2 separate regions of the Pan troglodytes genome follow, and region 2 is linked to region 1. A link is a contact called in public capture Hi-C data. All regions are on one chromosome and are shown on one strand. Each heading gives the region's core, a stretch centred on a gene start, on an enhancer-like site or on the middle of the called end of the contact. The rest is flanking DNA. Distances are from core to core; before and after follow the strand shown.

Evidence for each region. Capture Hi-C pulls out chosen DNA fragments and counts their contacts.
Region 2: a capture Hi-C map of stem cell-derived neural stem cells shows a contact between it and region 1, with 13 times the contacts expected there. The contact joins two enhancer-like sites. A contact is called at or near these places in 2 of 7 Hi-C or Micro-C datasets (induced pluripotent stem cells and stem cell-derived neural progenitor cells) and 1 of 1 other capture datasets (stem cell-derived neural stem cells).

Annotation. Positions count from the first base shown.
Region 1 is chr1:4,882,166-4,888,019 of NHGRI_mPanTro3-v2.0_pri, forward strand. No RefSeq gene overlaps it. Among named protein-coding and RNA genes, the nearest start is that of SPMIP3, 83 kb to the left of the region's middle. Within about 2 kb of position 2,931, at least 8 of the 24 cell types and tissues checked have an H3K27ac peak or open chromatin away from gene starts, as enhancers often do. A contact at or near this core is called in stem cell-derived neural stem cells, where this site is marked.
Region 2 is chr1:5,691,961-5,697,958 of NHGRI_mPanTro3-v2.0_pri, forward strand. All of the region lies in intron 15 of SDCCAG8 (SHH signaling and ciliogenesis regulator SDCCAG8), which reads right to left. Among named protein-coding and RNA genes, the nearest start is that of MIR4677, 130 kb to the right of the region's middle. Within about 2 kb of position 2,086, at least 7 of the 24 cell types and tissues checked have an H3K27ac peak or open chromatin away from gene starts, as enhancers often do. A contact at or near this core is called in stem cell-derived neural stem cells, where this site is marked.

The DNA of each region.
Region 1 (5,854 bases), core at 1,681-4,180:
CCTGACTGCTATCTCTCCCTGACTGCTATCTCTCTCCCTGACTGCTATCTCTCCCTGACTGCTATCTCTCTCCCTGACTGCTATCTCTCCCTGACTGCTATCTCTCTCCCTGACTGCTATCTCTCTCCCTGTCTGCTCTCTCTCCCTGACTGCTATCTCTCCCTGACTGCTATCTCTCCCCGTCTGCTCTCTCTCCCTGACTGCTATCTCTCCCTCACTGCTATCTCTCCCTGACTGCTATCTCTCCCTGACTGCTATCTCTCCCTGACTGCTATCTCTCCCTGACTGCTATCTCTCCCTGACTGCTATCTCTCCCTGACTGCTATCTCTCCCTGACTGCTATCTCTCCCTGACTGCTATCTCTCTCCCAGTGTGGAAGAGAGGAAGAAACTCCTATTTTGAGACATGGCCTGTGGAGGAGAAAAGCCCCAGGTTGCATCCACAGGGTGGTGTCTCTGGAAGATTCTGGGATAGCCCCGTAAGAGTTTGGTGGAAGAGGCAGGGTGCAATGGCTCACGCCTGTAATCCCAGCACTTTGGGAGGCCAAGACAGGTGGATTGCTTGAGGTCAGGAGTTTGAGACCAGCCTGGCCAACATGATGAAACCCCATCTCTACCAAAAATACAAAAGTTAGCTGGGCATGGTGTTGTGCACTTATAATCCCAGCTACTCGGGAGGCTGAGGCAGGAGAATCACTTGAACCTGAGAGGCGGAGGTTGCAGTGATCTGGGAGCCCACCACTGCCCTCCAGCCTGAGTGACAGAGCAAGATTCAGTATTAAAAAAAATAAAAAGAGTTAGGTGGGAGGAATGAGTGCCTTCTCTGATTCAGGCGTTCTGGCATGTCACCTCTAGGGGATTGAAGGGGGACCCTCATTCTGTAGGGCAGAGGGATAACCTTTCACCTCCATCCCCCATATGTGCCCCAGGATCTCCTGTAGACACAGCCTACCTCCCCCTCCTATAATCCTCACCAGTGAGCACACTTGGGGTGCTGGTGACTCATCCTGGATCCTAAGGGAGGCTTCCTGAGGATGGGCCTAGTGAACCAAACTTGGAGACAGAAGGTGAGTATGGAGACAGTGGAGCCCAGCCCGGAGGGAAGATGGCCTGGACATGAGTCATCCGTCCTCATCATTCGCCCAAGGATTCGATGTTCCTTTGGCTGGCATCTATTTTCTCTTTGCAAAACTATTGATCCTGCTGCCAAATGTACCCTAAGCCTACCTTATGCATCAGTGAGATGAATGATAAATTCAGTAACCCAAGGACACAGTAACAAGCGGGCACAGAGGACAGTGACTTGGACTTTCATCAGTAGACTTTACACTGGTTGGGCCATGGCCCGAGCAGGACTGAAATTCAGCAGGAGATGAGGACAGTAACATTTGGGTTTGTTCACCAAGCCCCCAGCTTGGCACCAGAAATTTTTGGCTTTCTGCAAACAGCTGCACAGAAGCAGTGGCCAAACCCAGCTAGTGTGTGATGAGTCATCTTGCGTCAGCATCGTGCAGCACAGACATCCTATGAGGGCTCCTTTAGCTGCTGTGTCTGGTTTGGGCTTTTTCCAAAAGACGAGGGAGCCAAATACCTAAGCCCCCACACTAATGAGCACTTTGCGATTCCATGTAAGCAAACTTATTTCACCTCCCAAGACGCATCTACACTCCTCATTATTCATTGGCTGGCCCCGTGAAGCAAGGCCGAAGAAACTGACTTGACTTAAATCAGAAAAATGAAAACGGAGAGGACTTGGCAATATGTATCTTTAGGAAAGCATGAGACAGTGTAAAGTCCTTCTCTTTATTCTGAGGCCAGGGCTTTAGACTATAGTAAGGTTAGTCATTGAAACCGATTTCAAGTTTCTAAAGTTTTACCAAGTATGATGATAGAATCTACTTCTCTAGGGATTTTTAATATATTCATGTGCATATGATTTTAAAGTGGACAAGGCACTCTTCATATGCATGATCTTATGTAAACACTACAAAACTCCAAGAATCAAACATTTATTATGACCTCCATTTTACAGATGAGAAAACAGGTTCCTAAAAATGAAATTATTTGCTCAGGGATGATGTCACAAATCACTGACAGAGCTTAAACGCGGGAACCAACATTCTGACTCCAAATCCCATTGATGTTTTCCCCAAACGATACAAGAAATGTCTTAAATGAAAGTCCATGTAAATATTTTGAAGAACCCTTCCAACGTCTTACCTAGACTGTGTTTTATGATGCTGAGAAATTGATCTACACGTGTGCATCCCTCACATGGCCACAAGATGGCAGGGTAGCCTCGATGATTGAGAAATTGGCTTCATACCTTGCACCAGCAGAGGGCTGTAGTTCCATGTTTCAAAAAGTAAGACATGGAAAAAAAAAAAAAAGAAAAGAAAAGAAAAGAAAAACAAAACAAAACAAAACAAAACCCATCAGTGTCTACATTGATGAAATAGGATGGTGGGAGGTTTGTTTTTCTTTTTGCCTTTTCTTTTTTAAATTAGGCAGTGAGAGTTCAAACAAACAAGTCTCCATTTTCACCTCTGTGTTTGCTTTTGGAGGCACGAGGTCAGGACTTGGGCCAGCCGCCTAGCCTACATTATTCATCTGTCCAGTTCCAGCCCTGGAACAAATGTGAAGAAATGAAGTAGCTTCAGTGGAGGGAAAACAGTGTTGTTATTGTTGCTGGTGACAGTTCTATTTGCCAACAAACATAAAAACATACTTTGGAACCCAAATGGGCTTGTCAGAGGGAACTTTTGTTCCATGTTTGGGCTGGGATGCTTCCAGATAGAAATCAGGCTGGCATTTGAACTTCAGGAGGCAGGGAGAGAGCTGTGCACAGCAGCTACTGACCCGAAAGGCCAGGCCATCAGCTGCAGTTTTCATCTGGGTGTCGTTTGACCACAGCCCACGCGGCTCTGGGTTGCCAACTGGGGTCACTGCCCTGAATGGGTATTATGGGGGAGGAGAGCAGGGCAGGCAGGCCAGGAGGATGGGCTTGCCACAAAAGGGGATTAACAGGCTTTGGATTCTGAGTTTTTGGAAGGTGGTTCTCACTTTGGGGCTTTGGGATGGTGAAAGCGGTCCTGATTCTGGGGGATTTATTTGCTGTAAGGTCTCAATTATCCCAAGACTGTTGGCAGCACCTTGGAGATCCCTTTGCTACATGGATTAATTACTCCAGGGATAAAGCCATCCTCACTGTGTCTGCTGGTGAGTGTTTAGGGTCTGCAAACTCATGTAAATGCCAGTCTAAGGAAGCATAATTCAGAAGGCCAATCTGCCCATCCCCTGCTACTGTTACATAATTCAAGGTGAAGGTCCCAACCACAGCTGTCCGGGGGCTGCCTCCTCCCTCGCAGATGGAAGAAGCTTGCTTGATGGACTGGACTTACACTAATATGCTATCTATTTGGAAAGAAGAGATGGCGATAAATTACTACCATGGTGAATATCATTAAAATGCCGCAGAACCAAAAGCACTGTGTGAATGTTAACTCCAGGCACCTCGCATCGCCACTCCACAAAGCTCCGGTATCACCCAACACTTTAAATTGAGCTCTAAAGCTGGAAAGGCATCTTAGAGATTAGCGGGTCCAGACGTCCGTGTCTAAGACAGCAAGTTCCCCCTAGGAGGAGTTCAAGAAATGTTTGGTGAATGAGTGAGCCTTTCATTTTACAAATCATGTAACAGCCCCTGGGAAGTGAAGCAATTGCCCCCATCGCACACCTCATTGGTGGCAGACCAGGCACTACGGCACAGCTGGCTAACTCTCAGGTTAGTCCTGTTTCAATTCCATTTTGCTGCCTTGCATTTAAAAAACTCATTTTTATTTTGTTGCTTTTTTCTTTTCAAGCCTTCTTTTGATCTACAGTTCGCTTCAGAACTACACAGTAATGAGGCGGAAACCTCTTGGTTCTCACCTTCAGATTCATTTGGTCTCAATTTCCAACCACTGGGCCTTGTAAACCTTAACTGGCTCTAGAGCTAAATAGTTCAATTTCCAGCATTCGGCCTCAGATTTATGGACACTTACGATAGAAGACTCAAATGTATTCAATAGATCAGGGGTTGAAAACTTTTCTGGAAAGGGCCAGATAGTCAATACTTTAGGCTTTGCAGGCCATACAGGCTCGGTCACAACTATTCACTTTTGGGGTTTTAGCGTACAAGCAGCTGTAGAGAATACGTACATGAATGAGCATGGCTGTGTTCCAGTGTAAGAGAAAAATAGGCAGGAGGGGAAACAAATTCGGCCCTTGGGTCAAAGTTTGCTGACATTGCAAAGGAGGACTTGGTCTGTGACTTAGTATTTTCCAGCATATTCCAGATCTAAGCAAAGTTGTATCATTCATTTTTGTAGAGTCCTTTCACATTCCCAGTCTATCCACCCACCTTAAATAGAATTCTTAATTTTTTCAATCAGAGATTTGACAGTCCTTATGAGGAAATGTATCTGTGTGGTGCTCTTGGGTTTATGTGTCAGGAAGTCTGGGTTTGTGAGATAGTGTCTTGGCTTGGGCTTCTTAACAGGCTGGGTGGTTTGAGCAACAACACTTTATTCCTGAGTTCTGAAGGTGGGAGGCTGGGAAGTCTAAGATCAAGGAGCAGGCCGATCCAGAGTCTGGCGAGGGTCCCCTTCCTGGTTGGCAGGTGGCTTTTTCTCACTGTATCTTCATGTGGCAGAGAGAGTGAGAGAGTGCTCTTGTGTCTGTTCTCATAAGGGCACTAATTCCATTCATCAGGGCCCCACCCTTATGACCTGATCATCCCCCAAAGGCCCCACCTCCAAATACTGTCACATTGGAGAGTAAGGCTTCAACATATGAATTTTGGGGACATACATACATTCAGTTCATAGCTATAGGTAGGTAAAGCCAACACAATAGCAAACTTTAGAGATGAAGAAACTGAAGGAGGAGGATTGGAGGCTGGAATCTTAACTGTCTAATATGTACCCAACACTATGCTATGCCAAGCACGGTACTACGTCACTGAATCCTTGCAAGATCTGGGGGAGATTTTCATTATTATGCCAACTTTATAGATAAATACTGAGAGATTAGATAATGTGCTCAAGTCTTATTCTAGGAAGCAGCAGAGCTCTGTCTAGAACTCTATCTAGTTCTGTCTGACTCTAATGCATGCTCCGTCCCCTGCCCCACACTGAACAGTTCATTCTTACAAGTCATCACCTGTTCGAGAGGCAAGGATGGCATACTAATAATCTGTCCACACTTAATTCCCATACACTCGCTAGGAGCCTGATGTTTGTTGAATGTTAAAGTAAGTGCTTGAAGGGATGATTAGTATTATTATTATTTTTTTTGATGGAGTCTTGCCCTGTCACCCAGGCTGGAGTGCAGTGGTGTGATCTCGGCTCACTGCAACCCTGCCTCCAGGGTTCAGGCAATTCTCCTGCCTCACCCTCCTGAGTAGCTGGGATTACAGGTGTGCACCACCACGCCCTGCTAAATTTCTGTACTTTTAGTAGAGACAGGGTTTCACCATGTTGGCCAGGCTGGTCTCAAACTCCTAACCTCAAGTGATCCACCCACCTCAACCTCCCAAAGTGTTGGGATTACAGGCGTGAGCCACCGCACATGGCTGACAAGATCTTTTAATTGTACACTTTAATCTAATATTCTCTTTAACAATAACTGTCTATCCCTGTCCCAAATCAGCTTGGCTACCAGATTTGAGTTATTAGGTGCAGGAATTCCCCCCTTCTTGCCCATGACATTAGGAGAGGTGGTGGTGGTGGTTTAGGAGTACTCCCATGCCCAGTCAGTGCTGGGGCAGGAGTAGCGGTGCCCATGGGAGGCAGGGTTGCCAGGCTGTGTGTGGG
Region 2 (5,998 bases), core at 836-3,335, 810 kb after region 1:
TTGGCATGTCTCTATTTAGACTTCTTTAACCCAGAGTGATTACAAGCCAGTTTTATTTTGTTGAATGCTATTTGCAACTAAATTACCAATAGTCTTAACGGAAGACATGGAACTATCAGACGCATGGAGGCCCTGTTCAGTTGCCATCTTGGGTTTGGGGGGCACACTGCTGTGTTTTCAGGAAGTTTCTGGTGCTCCCAGAGACTAAAACCCTCCTGGTGTGGTCCCAGAGTATGTCACGTTCCACACTGTGGTGAGGTCTTCCTCAATTTCCTTCATATTTGACCATTCTTGGGATAGCCAAACGAGCCACAGAGGTGTGATGGCATAGGATTGGGCCCACGGCAGCTAAGTAACCCGATTCAATCACTGCAGCCCACTTATTGGCACACCTCTTAATTAGGTTTTAATGCAAGTAATTTGATAACAACCCCTGGCCATCCACTACAGAACTGTCAATGCTGAAAGCTTTTTATTTAGCTCCTCTTCTGTCTAAACCAAGGCAGCCTCCCCGCTGACCCTTGTCAAAGAACCCCATCTGCTGGTTGCCACGGTAACTGAAGGCGACCAATTGAGCTGAACAGAGTGACTCAGAAATAAAATCTGCAGCCAAAGGAATTCTGCAAAGAGCAATAAATCATTTAGTAAAAGGGGGTCCTCCACACACTGATGAGTGTTGGGATAATATGATGGCATAACTCTTCCAGCTAGAAGGTCCATGACAGATCAGAGTGATTAGGCCTGCTGGAGGGCTCATTTGGTTTCTAGTGGGTTCCAGCAGCAGACGAGATGGAGCCTGCCCAGTTGTGTGCCACTGTGGGGGAGAAGGAATATGCGGAGTCAATTTTTAATATTTGGGCTGCAAAATTTTGCTTTTTGAGGAGTGGCAAGAGAACCAGTCTAGGCTTCCAACACCCCTTCCTCTATTTTTCAAAAGTAGCACACGTTCACAGAATGCCCAATTTTAGCCCAAAAAGCACCTTGAGCCTTGAGGAAGGTGACAAAGAACAAATACCAAGATTGCTTTGGAATATGCCAGTTTAGCACCATCTCTCTGTCATCAATCAACCTTTAGGTGTTCCAACCAGAAACCCTCTGTGTGCATAAGCCTTGGGTCCTCGCGAAAGCAGGGGAGAGCCTGGAATTCAACTCAGAGGCCCCAGAGGATCTCTGAGGATGATCTGAGAGCGGACGAGGGGTTTGTCTCTCCCCAGGACTGGGTCAGTGTTGCTTATGGAGCCCCATACACATCCTTCCCACATTAAGATTTCCTGAGTAAGAGGCGCCGGAGGGAAGGGGGAGCAGGGGCCTTCTTCCAGGCTGCTCCCGGTTACAGTACACAGTGGCCCCTCACCCCTCACACCACAGGCCATGGGTCCCAGTCACAGCCCCCACTCCTGGTGAGCACCTGCTGGGTAGACTCGGAAACCCCTGCAGGCAATAGAAAGACCCCCGCCCCAGACATGCTAAACCATCCGGACAGTATTCACTGCTATATGCCCGTCTCTTGGTTGTGTTGGGAGAAGCAAAGCTTAGTGGCGGCGGTAGAACTGCCCTGATAGCAAATGACAACAGGAGAGGAGCTGTAGGACAGGGCTCAGGGCCTGTGCGTGTCCAGGAGGGGCTGCAGGACAGAGCTTGGGCCTGTGCGTGTCTGGGGGCGGCCTGCCCTGCCAGCTCCTCTCCTCCCAGGCTGAATGCCACCTTTTACAGAGGTGCATTGGCAGGATCCGGACATTCCCCCAATCCCTGACCCACATGGCAATGGGGTACCCTATTACTAAGTCATCCCTAGAGATAATTTTCTGCTTCAGAAAAGAGCAACTGCTAAACAGAAGGTAGATTTTCCCCCGATTCTAAATGCTGCCAATAAAATGCTTCAGTCTCGGAGTTGAGTGAAATTCCGTTGACGGAGTTAGGAACGGCTGTGCACGTTCAGGACGAGCCTCCTCCCTTACTCAACCAGTCCGAGGAGGAGCGCATCTAGCCGAGCCCTCCGCTGCCACGCCGCGTCCCGGGAGCTCCCAGCCTGCCTTCCACCCCACGCTGCGCAATTGTGCCTCTGCAGGTGGAACAGACCGCAGGGCTCCACGTGCGCCTCCCGCACGCCAGCACCTGCTCTCGGGCCACCGCGGAGCGCTCCAGGCAGGAGACACCCCTCTCCCTCGCCGGGCAGGGTGGCCTAGGCGGCCAGGTCTCAGCGCTGCCGGGCGGTGCACCGTCCTCTCGGCCTCCCTGCCCACCCAGACCTCCCGGCGGCTGCTTCGACTCTGGATACTAGGCCCGGGCTCGGCCGAGCCCCGAAGCCGCGCGAGAGGGCCTGGAGCCCGCACCTGGAGGGCAGCCGGCCGGGGCTTGGGGAGGCTGGGTGCGGAGCATCTGGCTCAGGCGACTCCACGGGGGCTCGCAGGGCCTCTGGACTTTGGCAGAAGGAGAGGATTAAACCGGGATGACCGTTGAGAGGAGGAGATGGGTGAAAGCTTCATTAACTCCATGCTCACGTCCCAAGTTCTTTCCCCTGAGAGGCAATGAGTAAAAAGGTTGATTTCCCCGCGATGGGAAAGGTGCTGCGTGATTGCATTTGCTTTTCTTACCTTTTAATTCCTTATTTGTAAATCAATGAATCATTGTTTGTCAGTGATCATGAAGGACTCAAATTTTAATAAACAGGAAAAAAAAATCTTGGCTAATAGGCCAAAGAAATACTGCAACCCGTTTACATGTCTATGTTAGTGATTAAGCTTCTCATGTGACTTAATTGAAACTGGCAAGGATCTTGAGAACTCAAAGAAGTACTTCTCCCCCCGTCAACTCTCCTCCAATAACCAAACTCATTTGTAAGACCCCTCCTAAAAAGTGCCATGGAAAATGGAGCTTCCTGATTCCATAAAAATATTTTCAGTAAGTACTGCTTCATGACAGTTGTTCAGACTTGAATTCCCTTCCCCTCTTTACAAAGTTACCGTTTAGTTTCACTTCTGAGCCCTACTTCCAATTCTTTGTCTCTGCTCACTCTCCCGCTTTCTCCTCCATATTTCAATTCCCAGACACTCTTGAACTTTTGCACACGCTGCCAGTTTGAGCCTGCACAGAATAATCAGTATATTAATTCCACTCGGAGACAGTGAGATTTTTCTAACACAATCTGCCCAACCTGAACTCTTTCCTTCAGAAACACTTCGCCTTTAAAAAGAAACTTCCCAGCATGAACCTCATAAGAAGCGACATGTAACAGACAGTGCATGTGGCGCTGGGCATGCAGCTCAGAATTAAAAGAGAATTTTTTACTTTGTTTCTTCAGTGCCATGTGCATAATGTACATGTGGATGAAACTGACATCAGACATTTAAAGCAAGAAGGGGGAGGGGGAGGGGGATGTGATGGTGGCGGGAAAGAGAGAGAAAATATGTTGATAAAAACAGTAACTTCTGTTAATCTACATTTTTCAGTCACTGTCTTAATTAAGAATGTTAGGAAATATGTTGCAGTTTAATTGCATTGTTTCAAGAAATTCGAAGACTGACAAATTTGGGACCATGTACACTTGGAAGGTAAAAGAGATTAAAGTAGGGATTTCTTCCAATTGGTGGATAACAATCAAAATTATGCTTTCTACAGACACACCCCCAACACCCCCGCAGAGATCCTAAACTCGGAAGACAAAGTAAGAATATCCTAGCACTTAACATGTTCAGCATGAAATGAGCTCTGAAAATTTAAAAACGTGTTTTAAAACCTAGGTATATGAGATAAATTTTAAATACAAAGAATTGACACAGGAGAAATAGTACTTTATCTGAAACTTCTGGTTGACATTTATGTTTGTAGAAAATATTTATGAAGGAATTTGGTAACAATCTTCAAGTGATTTTCAGATGACCTTGTTTAAGATAGTAAAAGTTGTTTGCTGGAGTCACAAGTCCATAAAAATAATAACAGTTTGAAGACACTTGAGATTTCTAGACTTGTGTCCTGTTCTCCTGCTGGAGTTCAGTCACACATTCTCCAGGTTTCATTTCTTTTTTTGAGGAAGCCTTTGCATTGTTCCACAGCAAATAAATTAGAATGTATTTTCATTGCTCGAAGTGCCTTTGAGGGAAGCTGCAGTAGGCATGACAGCTTCCTATTTCCCACAGTTGACCATAGGTGACTCATTTTCAGCCTGGACACAGCTGACCATAAGTGAATTCATTTTTAACCTGGATGCTGCATTTCTTACTTGCTTCCATTTTTGGGGTCATTGCCTGTGAGAAAGGAGGAAGGGCACTCTGCCCCCATGGTGTGCAGCACAAACCAGGTACTGACCTCTTTCTCCAGCCCTGGACGTAGAAACAGACAAACAAACAAAAATGCCCACCAGGTACTGACCAGCTACTCTCAGGGACTCAAGCTGATGACTTAATTCAAACTGGTTTGATGATTTAGTCAGATAAATGGACAGGTTCTTTGACTGAATCAACTAGCCGTTTTATCTTCCATTAAGCACAATGTATGACACACCTGGAGCCTCAGGCTTTGTTATCTACCCCAGAGAGGAGGCAGACCTAACTATTTCAGCAGCTAAAGACACTGCACTGCGTGTGCCATGACCCCGAAACATCAACAAAACAAGATCTGTTTGCCCTAAAAGGCAGCTGAAATGTCCAAAGAGCCTTCCTATGAGAAGAAACTCACCAGATCTGTTCTAGTTGTGAGGTCTCACTGCTTCTCCCGCCTCCAGCCTCCCAAAATAAGAATGGCCTGAGAACCTGACCACAGTTGAAATACTGCCCATGTATTGCCAGCCTCACAGTGTTTCAGTTCTCCAATTTACAGTATATTCATACAGTATTTAAATTATGTATTAGAGAGTAGAATCCTGAGGTCTCAAATTGCTGAGTAAATGGCACCTGTGACCTAATAGTCCAATGCTTTCACTAGTATGAAATTAGAATAATTTTTTTTTAATGCCACACATGAGGTCCAAAATAGTGATGCTACATATTTCTCATGTGCTTAACACCTAGGACGACGTAAAACTCCCAGTTAACTCATTAAGAAATGAAAGATTTTCCATCTCCTGAGGCTTCTGGGAATTCTGATGGGTGGATACATCATCCTCCCTCCACCCCCCAACCCCTAATAGCAGGGCAGCCTCCTCCAAAAAGGCCTTTGTCAAGAGGCACGAAAAGCTGGCCTGCTGAGCCTGGACCCCCGTGGAGGGCCGAGGGAGAGGACACAGAAGAGGACTGGGGCATTATTAATTACCAGATCAGGGACAGAGTAGAGTTCAGGCAGACACAGAGGCAGACAGAACCCACGAGCGTAATAAGTTGAAAAGTTCCGAGTCAAGTCTCAGAGTTCGAAGAACATTAAATGAAGAATACATAATACTGGGGGAAAAAAGGGAAGCAGTACCCGCCCGAGGGCCAATTGCCTCTCCAGCAGCGGCAAGGCTGTTCCTGGGCTCGCAGGACCATTTGTTCCATTACACAATCTCCCGAAGCCATTTAGAGAGAGCTCAAACAACTGCCTGTACCAACACGACACATGGCTTCCCATCCCGACTCTGCTAATCCAGACGCTCCAACCATCTTTCCTTAAGATGCCATATGGTTGGCAGAAGCCTGTAGATCTACAGCACATCTGCTTGTACGTTTCTTCTTCCCTCCATCCCCCAACAAAAGAGGGATCGAGAGACAGGCTGAGGGGAGAGCATGCTTGTGTACCTCTGCCTATACAGATATTTCTTCTTATGCACTCTAACAACAACAACTATGAAAGAGATGACCAGGAAGTATTCAGGGCTCGATCATTTTTAACTAGAGAACATAGCGATTTTTCTTTTGCTTGTTGATGATAGAGAAGAAGATGAGAAAAACAAAGGGTGGACAGTCTCCTTTCTCCCAAGGATGGTGACTTTAAAATCACTTCAAAGCTCGCTCTCTCTGGGAATCCTTGTGATGCTGACTTGCCACAGGAGGGGGACAGCACCCTTGCCTGAATCTATTTCTTCTCT